Linked DNA regions of Sus scrofa: regions 1 and 2 are each linked to region 3. A link is a contact called in public HiChIP or PLAC-seq data. All regions are on one chromosome and are shown on one strand. The core of a region is the stretch at or near the end of the contact, and the rest is flanking DNA. Distances in the headings are between cores, read along the strand shown. Region 1 holds the start of MBNL2 (muscleblind-like protein 2). Region 2 holds the start of STK24 (serine/threonine-protein kinase 24). Region 3 holds the start of IPO5 (importin 5).

Region 1 (3,183 bases), core at 144-2,643, 540 kb after region 3:
TAATTACAAGTCTGTTTTCAAATAATGGGATCAACGTTAAACTTTATGCCCGAGCTAACTATGGCAGTCAGAAAATTTTCTAGAACCAGAAAATAAGAACGCTCGCCAGAATTCAAATGCTTTTTGTTGAATAATCAATGGATCTATTCTTTGAAGAAAAAACTCGTTTTCTGCCTCACCCCAAACAGGCGGCACAGATTCACGCTTTGCCATTCCTTTTTCTCAAATCAAAATGTTACGTAAAACTCCAGGGTCCCCCCGCAAGTATTACATTTGAATTAGTGGAATCCGGTTTCCCCGGCTTCCCTAAGCAACACACACGGAATGCAGCATACTGCAGCAAACTCTTTAAACATTCAGGGGGAAAAAAAAAAAAAAAAAAAAACAGAAGAAGAAGAAGGGGGTGGGGGGGTGATTCCCTTACCTTGTTTAGCTCTGCCTCTCCTTTCCCTTTACAGTGACCCCAGGAACATCTGGCAGAATCAGTCGGCCGAGGCTTCTCCGCTGCATCATGAGGAAGAAATTTCCATGTAAATAGTTCTCATTCCCTGTGTATTGTACTCTGAGACCCGTCTGCCGTATCTGGAAAATTTTGCCTTCAGATGATGAAGCAAAGACAGTCTAAACTCTGTTGCTGTAAGCTGCAGCCCTTCCTTCCGACAAACCCCGCCCCGCCGTGGGCAGCCAATCCCCAGCCAGCTCGTCAGCCCTACTCGTCTGAAACTGGCCCTCATAGGATGACTGACACAGCAACACAGCACTTGCAGTGTGTGAAAACAGTGCATCCATACTGATGAAAGAGGAATTTCCCTCTCAGAAGAAAGCAGTCAGGGCACCAAGACAAAGTGGCACATAATTGGCAGAGCAGAGAGAGGGGCAGCTCCAGAGAACAGCCTTGAAGACAGCCAGGGCTTGCGGCTGCCCTGGAAATACTTTGGGAAAGGCAGAACTCCGCAGGATCCAAAGAAATCCGGGTTGTGCTGGAAACTGAAGTCATTATCCCATTGGACAAAGCATATATTTTTTTCCGAAAGGAGAAACAATTCGGTGCCTGCCGTGGAAATCCATACACCTTCCGTTAGTGAGGAAGAACGCGTTGGCCCAAGTGCCTATTCGAAGTCAAAACATGCCCTTATCCGTTGCACAGTTTTCCTCTAGGACATCTGTTACTGCAGCCCGTATATCTTTCGTCCAAGTTTTCAGACTCCCGGGGCCTTCAATTAGGGAATTCTGAACAATAAAATGGATATCGATACTTGAGCCTTTTGTGCTCTTGGCAGGCTTCTCTGAGAGGATAAGGTGTGCCTTAACCTGACCCTAAGATTCTTAGGTACCACTTGAGAAATACTGTGCACTGGTCCACATTGTCCTTAAGGAAGCGACGATTACGGCAAGATGTTTACTGCTGAGCACGCATGACACGTGATCCAAGGGGCGCCATCAGGTGTGGCTCCACAAAGGATGCTTTGAAGGTGCTGAAGTTCCCTGAGATACAGCAGGAGCACAGAAATGCAAAGGTTACTAAGGGTTATTTATTTTTTCCCAGTCAACTGTACTCTATTTTGAAAAAAAAAAATGGCATTTAGAAAACACAAAACACATATGCTTTCCTTCCACTAAACACAACATTTTGAATTTAAAAAATTATCTCATGGTACCTGGCTAGACCAAGGCACGAACAAAGCCCTGAAAGGTTGAACCCACACCCTATTGTTTATAAGCAACTGTCCAGTGCACCTGTAATGAAGTAACCGTTGGTGTGGGATTCATGATTTCCTTTGATTTTGCCAATTGCTATTTATTTATATTATAGTTGATTTACAGTGTTGTGTTAGTTTCAGTGAAAGCAAAAGGATTCAGTTATACATATATATATCCATCTATACTTTTTCAGATTTTTTGCCTTATAGGTTATTATGTAACATTGAGTATAGTTCCCTGCCAAATTGCATTTTTTTTTCTTCTTCTTCTTCTTTTTTTTTTTTTTTTTTGGCTTCTTAGGGCCACACCTGCAGCATATGCAGGTTCCCAGGCTAGGGTCGAATAGGAGCTACAGCTGCTGGCCTGCACCATAGCCACAGCAACACAGGATCTGAGCTGCGTCTGCGACCTACACCACAGCTCACGACAACGCCAGATCCTCAACCCACTGAGCAAGGCCAGGGATCGAACCCGCAACCTCATGGTTCCTAGTCGGATTCGTTAACCACTGCACCACGACAGGAACTCCACAAATGCATTTTAAAATCACAATGTTTCATATGATTTGGAGGGTATTTCTCCAATAGAATACCATACTTCATTCCTCCCAAATCTTATAATGCTCTTTTCATCCCAATGTAAATCCATCACATGTATAACTGGCAGGCTTTCATCTACCATAATTTTTCTGGAAATTTAAACGATCTCCATGCTGGAACTGGTAAAAATTATTTTTAAATATTCTTTCTATTACCCTGCATGTAAGTAGGATATCACAGGTTTATGAATATCCTCTTCCTGATCCCCCCTCTGATGCTGACTTTGAAACTACCTTTCCCTTAAATTTCAGTCCTGAAATTTTAGTCTTCTTTGACTCATTTTTCTATTTTCATTCAGTGAAACTAGATCTGGTTGAATATTTTTTCCTTCTAGCTAGTTACAACTCTGACCTATTGCCCAGCTAATACAAATGCTAATAAGCTACCTTCTGGGACTCAAGCCTCCCCACGCTCAAGCTCCCCTGTTGCTAGACAGGTTTTCCAAAATCAGGTAGTATCACGTTCCTTCCATATTCAGTTCTTCTCTCCATAAATCCCAAAGTACTGGTGTTCAAGGTTCTTCATAATCTGGGCCCTCCTTTGCTCCTCAACTTTTTCTATAATGTTTTTCTAAGTGAACTTTTTGATGGAGTCACACCTGATTCGCCAGGACCTGGCTCTTAGAGCCCATCTTTACAACCTGCCTCCCAAGCGCTTCATTGGAAATTTTACCCAACCTTGAGACCTCAGCTTCTGTGATGGCCACTTTCCTGTTCACAATGTCTTACACTCTTCCCTGTAAAGGCATTCTGCACAGACCATTAAACCCTCAGCACTGAGCTGATCTCCCCATCGCAGAGAGCTAGGCTTATGTAGTATGTTCATTGAGATAATACATGTGAAATGTCTATACAGTGGCTGGCACGTGGTAAATGCTCACTAA
Region 2 (3,322 bases), core at 504-3,003, 550 kb before region 3:
TTAAATATAACTTTTTTTATGAAGTAGCCTTGAGATCAGATTATACATACATTGCTTTGTACCCTGCGTTTTCTTCACAATATATACTGAAAATATTTTCTCATGTTACTAGAAATACATCATTTTTAATGACTATATGAATCTATCATCATTTAACTAACCGTCTCTGTTAGACTTTAAATCTGTTTCCAGTTTTCCCACGATCATAAATATCACTGCATCACATCTTTTTATATCCATTCTTCTGCACTTCTTTTTGTCTTAGGATATGGTACTGTAAGTAAAATTCCTGGGTTGAAGATGACGAAGATTTTTAAGATGCATTCTCTTGCCTGTTTTGCCATCCACCCCTTTATGTGCCCATTTTTTAGATGCACTAAATTTACACATGCTGGCACGCTCCCAAGTATCAGGGTTCATGCTTTTCTTAACTTTCTATTTGTTACATTCTCTTCACAGTACTTGGGGGTGACACGGCTTCACCACCAAGTGACAAGGTCTCTGAAAGTCCTCTGGACCAATTGGGGGGGGCGGCGCCGGGGGGGGGGGGGAGAATACAGATTTCCAAAGGGAAGGCAAAGATTACATTTTAGCACCTCACTCCTAGTCTGATCCAGAGCTCTGAATACAGTGACACTTCAGAGAATAAACAATCCTTTTTTCAGGGGGAGGACTTTTTAGTTTTTTCCAATAGTCTGTGAACTCGTGGGGGCTCATTTTTGTTTGTCCAACCTCGCCCGCGGTGCCACGTGGGCATTCACCGGTCCTCACAACCGGGGATACGGCACATCACTGCAGTGGCTGCCACTGTTTGTCGTTGTAAATAAAATACTACTTTCTGGAGGCAGCACTGATTCATTCCTTCTTATTTCTTTCCTCTGTAGTTGGAGGAGAGGTGTCTAAAAGGTGGAGGCAGCGGAAAGAGCGGGAGAAGGCCAGGGGAAAGTCTAGACAGGGTTTCCTTTCATTGTGTCCCTTCCTCCTCCCCCTCCCTCCCCCACTTTCCCCTTCTCGGGGGCAGACGATCCCCTATTGTAATTTACATATTCTTAAATTTGCATATTCTCCGGGGCCCAGAGAGGGTGGGGTTCAGCCCCCCACTCCTCAGCTAAGTTTACAGCTCCTAGTATTCCAAGCAGGGTGTTTTCAAGTCGCCAAAACGCGGAATTAACTACTCTCGGCCTCTCCCCTCCCGCTTTCCTCCTTGGGTTGGTTGGAAACTTCACCCAGACACCAAGAAGCTCCGCCCTGGTAGTTTTGAACCGGCCACTGGCTGAGGCCCCGCTGGGCACGCTCCCTCTCGAGGTCCCCCTGGCCCCGACTCTGCCCCCGGAGAGGTCGCCGGGAGCCCGCTTCCCCGGGGCCAGGCGGGGAGGGGTGGGCTCGCGCGGAGGGCAGGAGGGAGATGGTCTGGCAAGAGTTGGCACTCAGCGAGCCCTGGCCGCCCAGTCCCCCGGGGCGCCCGACTGGCCGGGGCCTGGGGGCGGTCGCCCCGGGACCGCCTTCGATTGTGTCCCCCTCCCCACTCCCGCCCGCGCGCCCTCTTCCCAGCTCCGCCCCGCCGGCTGGGAGGGGGGCGCAGCCCGCGGGAGACGCGCGGACCCCCACCCGCCCGGGCCGGCGGCAGCGCAGGCGGCTGCGGCCTAGGGCGCCCGGCGGCCGCCAGCCTCCTCCTCCCCCTCCCGGAAGCGCGGGGCGGGGTCCCCGGCCGGGCCGCGGGGGCGGGCGCGGGGGCCGGGCCGGGGCGGGGCGCGCTCGGCGCTCGCAGGCTCGGCCGGCTGTGCGCGCCCACTCCGGCTCCAGGCGGCCAGCGCACGGGCCCAGGCCGCCGGCTCCCAGCCGAGAGGCAGCAGCAGCCGCCGAAGCGGCAGCGGCGGCGGCAGGAGCGGAAGCAGCTCGCGGCGAGGCCCCGCGCCCCTGGCAGCCCCTCCCCGGCGCGGTGCATGGAGACGCGGCCCGCCGCCGGCCCCTGAGCCCGCCGCGCGGCCCGGGACCCGCGGGGGCTGGGGTGGCCTCGGGCTCCGGCCGGCCCACCGAAGCCGGACTCGGGCTTGGCCGGCCGCCCCCGCCGCCCGAGGGCTGCGCGCGGCCCGCGGGCCTCGTCGCCCGCGCGGATCGCCGCGGCCCGGCCGTCCCGTCCCAGGAAGTGGCTGTCCTGACCGCCATGGCTCACTCCCCGGTGCAGTCGGGCCTGCCCGGCATGCAGGTAGGCAGGAACCCGGCTGCCGAGGGCAGCGAGGGATGCCCGGGCCGGGGCGGAAGCGGGGAACTTGGCGGTGTAAACACGGCCCCCTCCCCCTCCGCTGCCCCTTCCGGGGTCGCGCCGGCCTCCCGCGCCGCGCTCGCAGCCCCCGGGGCGCCCCGAGCGGCCCCGCGGCCTGGGTCTCGGGGGCGGAAGGGTGCAGGGAGCTGGGGCCGCGGCCTGGAGGCGGCCCCGGCGGGCAGGGGGTCGAGGGGGCCGTGGGGGTGCCGGCGCTTCGCCCTGCCCGCGTCCTCTGCCCCCGGCGCCTCCCGAGCCGCAGGCCCCGCGCCGGCCCATCCCCGGGGAGAAGTGATGTGGGGAAATGCCCTTGGAGGCCCGGCTCGCTCTCTGGGCCCCGGCGCGGGCGGCGGGCGCTGGAGGCCCCGGGCCGCCCCGGCGAGGGGGCAGTAAAGTTGAGAGGCGGGAGGGGAGCCCCGGGCGCGCCCCGACTGGTCCGGGGCCCGCGGGGCGGCGGAGGCAGGGCGGGGTGGAGGAAGGTGTAACTGCCAGCTCCACTTCCAGCGCGTTTGTTCGGCGCGTTTCCTCCTGGTGCCGACGGAGGGGAAAGTGCGAGCCCGTAAACCTTCCGGAAGAAGGGATCCTTCGAACCCCGTGCCCTCGAGGGTGGATCCCGGCACGCTGGGCTTTGCCTTGGATGCAGCCCAGTCCCTTCCCAGTAAACCTCTCCGATGCTACTTGGTGGCTCCTTGGCCTTCCAGTGACTTTTTTTGGAGTGGGGGCAGGGGTGCGGGGGGTGGGGGCGGGGAGAGAAGTTGCATTTCCAATTTACAGGACTGCGTGCAAGTTTTTCGCCATGGGGGACTGTTTAAAAACTCTTTGAAAAATAAAACCCCCGTCCTTGGCCAGTTTGTAATGTTTGTAAGGGCATATAAATGGTGGGAGAATGGTTGGGATTAAAATCTCACTATACGGTTAGGGTATGTGGGTAAAGTTTTGCATTCCCGGTTTAGCCAAGCGAGTTGGGACACACCAGCTTTAAGGAAACAGCCACAAGTCTCCCAGCGGATTATTTATCTTGAGACTTTCTACGGGCTCGTTTTCCTCTCTCCCCCTCACTCT
Region 3 (3,394 bases), core at 79-2,578:
AAATCCCACGAGTCCAGAGGAGGATCTGTCCCCCAATTTCATTAACTATGTGAAAGTCCCTTTCTATTCTGTAAAAACATCTGGCTGAACATTCTCCACTGAATCTTGTAAAAATCTTCCATCATGTGGTGGCAAAGAACTCCATATACAATCAGGTTTGAGGATAGGGCTAAATAATGCACTGTATAGAAACTGCAAAGTTTCTGCCCTTCCCCTGAAGTGTCCCAAATCGCATCTCCACACCGACTTAGTACTAACAGTCTTCCAAAGAACCAAGCGCACGATACTCCCACTTGGTAAATACCTACTTGCAGATACCTCTGAAATACTGTCTCTTGAAACTTTATTAACAGCTCCACATTTTGGAGGTCAGGAGCCAGAGGTGGTTAAAAAAAGAGATTCAGGCTGATTCAGAGAAATTAAAAGCTTAAACATATGGCACTGGCCCAGTTAAGACAACGAAAAGTCCCAGGACATCCCATTTATAAGAACACAACTCTCTAGAGATCAAGGAAGACTTATCTGATGGATGAGCAAAGGGAGGTACAAGATGCTTAGAAAGAAATCCTAAAGGCAACTTCACACAATTGGGGGGTGGCTGGGGAGGGAAATCCGGCTTCTGACGTTAGGAACCAGACTGAGAAAAGGGACTAAATGGAAAGAGACAGAGGGAAGCCGAGAAGGCAAGGCACACATTTCAATAGGAGCGAATGGGGACGAGAGGGACAGACGGCGTGTGAAGAGTGAGGGGCAGGGGAGAGGCAGGGGTGACGGGTCAGGGAGAAACCAGGGTTTGGGGGAACCAAAGGGCTGGACAGGCTGCAGAGCGCCGCTGGAAGGGCTGGGGAGGCTCCCAGCAGGGGAAAGTGAGAAAGGAGCGAGGGGAGCCCCGGGGCCCGCCCCACACCCCCCATCCCTCCCTGTCCCTGTCGCCCGGCTTCCCCATCTGGGCGGGGGCAGCATGTCAGTAGCAGCCGCACGTGTGTGAACCGCGGCGACGAGGTAACTGGCGCCGGGCACCGCGGCTGCAAGGGCCGAAAGAGCCCGGGGGCACCGCCGGGAGCCGCGGGCCGCCTCACACGTGGGCTGCGCGGCCGCCGCCCGGCCGGCCCGGCCTGCGCGGCAGCGGCGGAGCTGCCGAGGCCCAGCGGGCGGCGTAAGGGGAAGGGTCGGCGCGCCGGCCGGAGCGCGAAGTCCGGGACGGCGAGCTCGGTTACCTCTGCCTGTTTCCGGACCACATTGTCGGGGCTGAGCAGGTTTCCCAGGAGCAGGTAGAACTGTTGCTGCTCCGCCGCGGCCGCCGCCATTGCGCTAGGCGTGAGAGAGAGAAGGAGGGAGGGGAGACAGGCGCTGTGAGGCGCGCTGGCGGGCCGGCGGGAGGGGCGGGGGCGGGCCCAGCGCGGGGACCGGCACCAGCAGCGGCTTGGGGCTGGGGGGCCGGGCGGGAAAGGGCGGGGCAAAGGGGAAAGGGGAGGATGGGGCGGGGCCTCGCGACCCCTCACCCCGCCGCGGCCACCGGCGCCGGCGTCCCATTGGCCCTGAGCTCTGGGGGCGGGGCCGAGGCCTCTCCTCGGGGGCCGCGCCGATTGGCCACGCACCCTGCAGTGCCGTCACTGGCGGCGCGCGGCGGGCCGCCCGGCTCGGCGCGGGCAGGGTCGGGCGGGGACTCGGCCGCCCAGCTGTGGCTGCCGCGGCGTGGTGGGGAGGGCGGGAGGAGCCGGCTGGCCGGCCTGGCGGCTGCGAGGGGCGTGAGGCCCGGCTGGGGAGGTGGGGCCAGCTCCAGAGCGCGGGAGATTTCGGCGCCCCGGGCTGGCCGGCCTCCTCCCCCGCTAGCCGGCTAAGCTCCTCCCTGCGACCTCGGGAGCGCCCCCAGCTCCAGTCCTTCCCTCTCCCCCTCCACCCCGGCCCCAGAGACCCTAGATCCCCCATCCCAGAAGAAGGGAGGGAATGGATTTCGAAATCCAAAATCCACTTCCGACTTAAATTCCACCCCCAGCTCCACAGATCCTCGCACCGGTTAGACCCTCCGACCTCCCCAAGGGCTATGACTCAGGCAGCCCCTTCCTCCCGACACCTCACTGGTGACTCACGCGCTGGGCTTGCCCGGAAGAGGGGTTACTCAGCCCTGGGCTCTCCGGCCAGGCCTACCCACCCCCAGCCCGCTGTCCTCTGAGATGTACACGGAGCGCATTTGCCTCCCCCTCTTTTACCACCCTAGGATCCTTGGCTATTCCTTTGAATTCCCTGTTTTGAGGTCCCAGTTTTTCATTGGTTGGGGGAAAGTTAAGACCCTCTTCCTTAAAGAAACACTGGTTTGTAGGACTTAAGTCTCAGTAGGTGTTTGATAAACACCGGTCCATAGGGGGCTCAGAGACCTGGTTTCAATTGCAGTACACAATGCTGAGATAATACTTCCAATCTGCCCTTACCGTTGGAGCGCCCCAAGGCTGAGAGAGCAGTTGTCGAAGGGCACTTTTGTTGAGGCCCTACTGTGTCCAATGCAGTGGGCCAAGGGTGACAGTGGAAAAAGTGACACAATTCATTTTTGCCTCAAAAAGACACATTTCTAGTGAGAAGTTTCCTCATTGGGTACAATAGAGACTACTACACTCTGGTGGTCCATGGTATTTAACTTGGGGAATTTAATTTCCTATTGACTATTCTGTTGAGGTTCTGGTCTTTGAAATCCTACTTTTATTTATTTACTTTTTTGTCTTTTTTAGGGCTGCACCCAGGGCACATGGAGGGTCCCAGCTAGGGGTCGAATTGGGTCCAAGTGCATCTGTGACCTACACCACAGCTCATGGCAATGCCAGATCCCCAACCCACTGGGCAAGGCTAGGGATCAAACCCAGGTCCTCTTGGATGCTAGTTGGGTTCATTAACCCCTGAGCCATGACAGGAACTCCTCAACATTTGCTTTTGAATGATTAATAAATCCTGGCTGTATACTAGAATCCAGGCCATTGTGTTCAGAATCTCTGGGCTGAGCCTTGAGATCCACTTGAAACTATGACTGCCCGCCAAGATATTTTAAAGGATTCTAACTGATTGTGGAGAAAACTCCCTCAGAAAGTTTTATCTGTGACAACGATAGGTTTCTGTATAAGAAGTCTGCCGACCTGACTTTCTAGAATTGATGTTTTCCAGATGTGACAATTTGTCATTCTTATGACACATTATTTCTTTAAAGACAGATCATTATCTACATCAATTTGGGATAGTTTTTCTTTTTTTTTTTTTTTTTTTAGGGGGGGAAGCAGTGCCTGGATTCTGAGGAGGTTTTTCCCTCACCCAAGGTTATTAAGATTTTGGGAATTACATACTAAAACAATCATTTTTAATGACTAGGTGTCCAGTGAAGTGAGAAAATTGCCCGTAGGCTTGATCAGGG

What was found. HiChIP or PLAC-seq counts read pairs in DNA pulled down with a chosen protein or histone mark.
Region 1: a contact with region 3 is called in an H3K27ac HiChIP or PLAC-seq map of alveolar macrophages. The contact joins the promoter of MBNL2 here to the promoter of IPO5 in region 3. A contact is called at or near these places in 1 of 47 Hi-C or Micro-C datasets (embryonic fibroblasts) and 1 of 2 datasets of contacts at active chromatin or transcription factors (alveolar macrophages).
Region 2: an H3K27ac HiChIP or PLAC-seq map of alveolar macrophages shows a contact between it and region 3. The contact joins the promoter of STK24 here to the promoter of IPO5 in region 3. A contact is called at or near these places in 1 of 5 promoter capture datasets (liver), 1 of 47 Hi-C or Micro-C datasets (heart right ventricle) and 1 of 2 datasets of contacts at active chromatin or transcription factors (alveolar macrophages).

Annotation. Positions count from the first base shown.
Region 1 is chr11:66,480,133-66,483,315 of Sscrofa11.1, reverse strand. It overlaps MBNL2 (muscleblind-like protein 2), which reads right to left and starts at 1,393. Exons shown (of 10, transcript XM_021065800.1): 1 at 425-1,393.
Region 2 is chr11:67,564,073-67,567,394 of Sscrofa11.1, reverse strand. STK24 (serine/threonine-protein kinase 24) reads left to right here and starts at 1,753. Exons shown (of 11, transcript XM_021065380.1): 1 at 1,753-2,206. The coding sequence starts at 2,165.
Region 3 is chr11:67,017,233-67,020,626 of Sscrofa11.1, reverse strand. It overlaps IPO5 (importin 5), which reads right to left and starts at 1,328. Exons shown (of 26, transcript NM_001244301.1): 1 at 1,218-1,328. The coding sequence starts at 1,307.